Linked DNA regions of Anas platyrhynchos: region 2 is linked to region 1. The links are chromatin contacts, called in public Hi-C maps. All regions are on one chromosome and are shown on one strand. The core of a region is the stretch at or near the end of the contact, and the rest is flanking DNA. Distances in the headings are between cores, read along the strand shown. Region 1 overlaps PEAK1 (pseudopodium enriched atypical kinase 1). Region 2 overlaps HMG20A (high mobility group 20A).

Region 1 (2,700 bases), core at 189-2,688:
GTAAATGTGTTTTCTTTAAAGGCAGAGGAAAGCATCAGAAAAATCAATTTTAGTTATACAACCATTAAAAAAATGCTAGATTTTTTTGGAGAGTGCAAATACCTGTTTAGACATATAAAAGTCACTGAATTTAATCTGTTACAGTAGATTGCTTTTGATTTTGAAGGATGAAAATAGTTCACCATTGGATTTTTTTTTTTCTTAATGTACATTTCCTCTTGTGTGAAGGTGCATATTTCCTCTTCGTTACAGCTGCAGGCAGTGTAAAGCATTTTACAGGCACTGCTCATCCTGGAAGTGCCAAATCCAATTGGAAACCTGTCTGTAGTTTACAAAGGCGAGAAGTCAGTGACTCTTGCCTGTTTCACAGACTGTGTCAAAAGTCATGTTTAGAGCATGTTGAGTTTAAACCATTTCCATTTGGTGCTGAAATGCAAAAGATTTAAAATATCTGTATGCATCTTACGTATTTTCTGTCTGCGTATTGATACATGCCTGCATTTACATACGCAGGTCTGTGTGTGTAGCATTTGAAATTCAGTTACTGCATTAGTACTCCTGGGACATGAAGTATGCACAGAACTGTGACCCTGCCATACTTCGGCTGTTACTGGAGCCTTGGGTTGTAGGTCTGGCAAGCCTCCTGTAGTCTGCAGTCACACGTTTTGTGTAGCACTTACCTGGGTTAGAGGAAAACTGATCCGTAACAGTGTGTCTGTGCAAATGCAAATAAGTACAGCTGGTGGTAAAACACTAAAATATTTTCATGTGACAGTGAGCAAGAGAGTGCTTTCTCATTTTATCCCAACCTTATTAGCAGAAAATGCATAGCCTAGAAGGCCATAAAACTGTCTGTTCTGTGATAGGATTTAAGTGCACTTTGTGCCATTTCTAAGAAATAATATCACCCAGTTAAATCCTAAAAACCATACGCAGGTGCGGTAATCTCTTTGTTTAAATTGTCTGCTTGGAGATTTTATGTAATGGAGAAATATATTTTCCAAAAGAAGATTTATTTCGGCTGTGCAACTTTTAGTGCAACTTTTCTCCTTTTAGTTGTTAACATGAAAAGAAAGAGTTAACCACAGTATAAAATTCTAGTATTCTCTGTTTCCTTCTCTCTCATATTTTAGGAGAATTACTTCTTAATGTGATTTTTCTGGTTACAATGCCCAGGCTGACAAAGTGTTGAACCAACAAATCTTTGCAAAGATCAAAACAATGCAAAGGCCTTTTTACTGAGTGTATATTTAAAACAGAGGCTGAAGTTTGGGCAGAACTCTATCTGGCAGACTTTCTATCTCTTAGGTCATACAAAGAAAAAGCTTTTGGCACTGAGTTTTTGGCAAAAAGCTGTGTCTGGAAACATATTCAGTCAGTGTATGAAATATGATAGTGCTGGTACCATGACTGTGTCTGAATGTACTCTGTTATAATACAGTTAGACTTCAGCCCCATCTGGTGTTGGAACAGAATTCCTATTTCAGAGTTTTCCAGCGTAGGCTAGCCCTTTGCCAAAACACAGAGCAGTACGTGAGGAGACTGACAAAGTCAGACAAGTGTCAATTTTACTAATGATTTCTATTGTTTGCTCCACTAATGTAAACCAGTTGTGCCCGTGGTGAATTCCAGCATAAGTGTCCTGCTGTTACTAACCTCTGCCTTTAATGAAAGCTGCATCTTTAACTGAGTGGGTTTGGTACTACACTTTCAACGTACCTATGTGAACAGCAAGTATGTTTTTATCCAAAGCCTGTAAAAATATAAAATTACTTATCTATCAATGCCTGCATTAGCAGAAGCAGCAACAGAGAGCTTCTTTCACCTCGGTAAAATGTCAGATCGTTTCTGAGTTATGCAACAATGATGAAGAGACCAGAGCTGTGGTTTTGGCTTAGAAGGCTTAAAATCTTCAGGCATTAATTCATAAAACACTGATCTGGGATACTCCAATGACTGTGAAGTATAACAGATTCATGCCTGATTTTTACTCAAGGTTGATCATTTCAGGAAAAAAGACAACTCATTTTGAAATAGATTTACAATTATATTTCAATTGTTTTGGCGTGGGGCGGGGTTAGGTGGAAAAGCTACTTGTGAAACAAATCAGGAACTAAAAGTCATCCATAGCTTTGTTTTGAGGATATAAGAATGGTTTATTGCCACTATAGCAAGCTAAAGAAGAAACTGACTTTCTATAAAGGCTGCCCCAGCATTTTATCTGATTTTTCAGCATAAAGTCCAGCCTGTCTTGTCAAACAAAGTATCTGTCTAGTTATAATTTGACTCTGCTGAAAAAGTGCTTAAATGGCAGAGTTTGGAATTGGTTGAACATATTTTGCCACTTAAGCTCAGCTCATTCAACATTTGAAGCTGAAACGAGTGATCTAAATTGCATTTGATAGAGTAAAGTATATTCTTTTACTTTCTTGTCACACATTTAAATGGTTATTTTGAAGACAATATGCACTAATCTTTGCTTTTATGTCCTTTTCCTGGCATGTGATTTATTGGGCAAAAATTAAGGTCAATGGTCCTGAACTAGTCAAGAGAATTATTCTATGTTCTCAGTCATTGCCATTTTTCTCTCTCTGCTCTGAGTAATATAGGGCTTCACTGACAAAGTTTTAATTCTTTATGTCCGAGAAGAATACTTGCCACATTTTTTTGCATTTCATCTAAGTAGCGCAGTGGTGTAAT
Region 2 (2,700 bases), core at 135-2,634, 140 kb before region 1:
GCATGCAGCCTCATTTGCAGCTTCTCTTGATGAAGCAATAACTCATGACCTCAGAAAATTTACTACTTAGAGCATTGACAGATAATAATAAATGCTAATAACACCAATGCTGAAGGGAATTTGGGCTGAGAAGAAATCTCAGCTTTCTGGATTCTTTTTTTTTTTTTTTTTTGCAGGACCATTTTAATTTTGGCCTGTCACTTCAAGGAATGGAAGTGGATTCCAGTGGGATCCAGGGAATGGCTATTCACTGGGTGATGATAACACAGCACCCTAATCATGGCCATAATCGTTTTGTAATATACATTGTGGCTGAACATCACTGGAAGAGAGTAAAATAAGGAAAATAAGAAATCCTGCTGGCAGAGTCCTCAGGGAGCCCTTAAAGTCTGCCTGTGCTGAAGCTTGGCGGTGGGGGCAGGCAAAGGCAGTGTCGCTGTAACAGGGTATAGCTCTTTCAAAACACTTGTCAGCCCAGCTCTCTAAGCTCTTTGCAAAGGTAAGTCAGACCATTATCCTTGTTTTCCACATCCCCATGTGGTTTACCCCAAATGAGCCACCCCCCAGAGATGTGCAGCCCATCCTGCCTGATTGCCAGCCTGACAAGAGGTCACCTGAAGGGCAGCAGTCTCTGACCACCGAGATGACAGTGAGCAAACCCCATAAAAAGCCTCGGAGTTGGGATGATTTTCCTGATGCTGGTTATTTCCTAAGTTGTTCCAGAGAGACTGAGAGCCATCAGAGGCCCACACGCCAGTAGGCCTCTCGGGACAGGAAGGCAGCGCGTGGGTAGGCTGACCCCCCTGCCACTCGCAGCAAAGAGGCTAATCACATCGAAATAACTCCTCTAGGAACAGCAATATTTGTCAGATTATCTGTGCATTTGCTAGCAGGGTGCATGAGGGTGTTGCAGATCCAGCCAGCTAATTCACCAAATTCAGTTTCACTCTGACACCAGGCTGGTAGAAGCAGGGAAGAAGAGGCGAGGTAGTCAGTGTGCCTGGATGCACAAAACCAGGTGAAGTAAATTCCCTAAAATATCTGAAGTGTTCTTAGAACACGGTTATTGTGATGCTGCTTGAAATACAGCAATATCATATGGTGATCAATAGGGATTGAAAATGTGTCAGTTTCACAAAACACCTCCTTGTTTCAAAATAGACCATTAAGAACCCAGAAAAAAACAGAAGTGAAATTATTCACAGCAGTTAAAACAATTGAAATTGAACATCTTTTTGTTTCTGAAGTTCAAGTTATTACATGAATTCATGTCTGAAATGAGCAAATGCAAAAAAAAAAAAAAAAAAGCAATCCATCACACAGCACTGTGTTTTACACCGGGTGACCACTAAGGGTCTCTGTTGCTTAATGTGGGACACAACTGAGATTTTTCTCCCTCTGTCATGATGTTTTGTCATCCCAATCCATCCCTTCCCCCATCCACGCTACCTAACTGCCCCACACCCACCCCCAAACACCAAACCACTGCCACCTGACATCACCTCCTGCAGTCAGAGCATCTGTAGAGGCTCAATAACACGTGCATGCATGGGCAAACACACCTCTTCCCGGAGGCAAACACATCCTTTCTTCTCAGAGCCTGCAAGCATCGATGCAATACCCAGGCTCGTGTGTGGATTCCAGCATCACACGTCTGGGTGTGTGGACTGCAAACGAGAATGCCAGTGGTTAAAAAGCATGAACTTCAGGCAACCAGTAGGTAATTATGGAGGGATGTGTCTGTGTGGCTCAGCTCCAACATCAACAGAGGGAAGAGCTCTGCCTATTGAGTCATCAGCAACATTTCCTTCCAGCCCTTGGGTTTTCCCTGACAGGACTCCCCTGCGGGTTCTGCCCAGACCCACAATGGCTGAGCTCAAAAGCTGCTGAGCTCACAACCCAAGGGAATGGGGTTTCAGCCCCGCACAGCTCATAAAAATTTCCAGGCCACGACTGTGTTCCAAGGACACAGAGCTTCATCAGCTCCTTTGTCACAGTAATTGAACTGAACCCTACCAATACACCTCTCCCAGCCATGCCAGGGAAGCTGCAGAGATACCATGCCATAACCAAGCTTCCCAGGGATGCCAAGAGACACCAAAGTCACACAAGAGCTTTATAGCACCCCATCCCTTTGGTTTGCCGTGTCTCCAGAACTGGCCATTGCCTGAGTGCACCCACAAAGGAATTGTCAACTCCTATGTGGAATGAGAATATGGCTAATTAGAGATTGTTAAATAATAGGAAGGCATTTCTTCTTAATCAGAGACCAGACACCATCTAAAACCCACAGATGTATGCCACGCATTATCATAAACACACACACAGGGGTCATTTCTTAAGGGCTGTCTTCCATGCTTATTGCATTTATGCTACTTGCTATGAAAAGAGTCAGACAACTTTTAATTCAGTTTCCTGTTTGTCCTACTCTTTCTTCTGCTTCTGTTTCTCCTTTTTTTCTCCCTCTAATTTTTTCCCAGCCCCATGCTCTATGTTTCTGCTACTGTCCCCGTGCCTTCCAGCAGAGATACACTGTAAGTAAAGTGAACACATGCTGGTCTCTCTCTTCCACATAATTGTCTGTAACTCTCTCTCAACAGATTTGTTAGTCCCACAGAATAGTCATGCAATGGTTTCCGATGACAAGCAGGGCTTGGCCCTCACTATGCTGTATTGGATGCAAGATCACAGGAACAAGTT

The links. A called contact is a pair of places that touch in the nucleus more often than the background predicts.
Region 2: a contact with region 1 is called in a Hi-C map of subcutaneous adipose tissue, with 2.1 times the contacts expected there. The contact joins two enhancer-like sites. A contact is called at or near these places in 2 of 8 Hi-C or Micro-C datasets (liver and subcutaneous adipose tissue).

Annotation. Positions count from the first base shown.
Region 1 is chr11:12,031,744-12,034,443 of IASCAAS_PekinDuck_T2T, reverse strand. The region is part of intron 3 of PEAK1 (pseudopodium enriched atypical kinase 1); the gene reads left to right. The region is part of intron 1 of LOC140003392 (a long non-coding RNA gene); the gene reads right to left. Among named protein-coding and RNA genes, the nearest start is that of TSPAN3, 64 kb to the right of the region's middle. Within about 2 kb of position 1,438, at least 1 of the 8 cell types and tissues checked has an H3K27ac peak or open chromatin away from gene starts, as enhancers often do. A contact at or near this core is called in subcutaneous adipose tissue, where this site is marked.
Region 2 is chr11:12,167,740-12,170,439 of IASCAAS_PekinDuck_T2T, reverse strand. The region is part of intron 12 of HMG20A (high mobility group 20A); the gene reads right to left. Among named protein-coding and RNA genes, the nearest start is that of HMG20A, 57 kb to the right of the region's middle. Within about 2 kb of position 1,384, at least 3 of the 8 cell types and tissues checked have an H3K27ac peak or open chromatin away from gene starts, as enhancers often do. A contact at or near this core is called in subcutaneous adipose tissue, where this site is marked.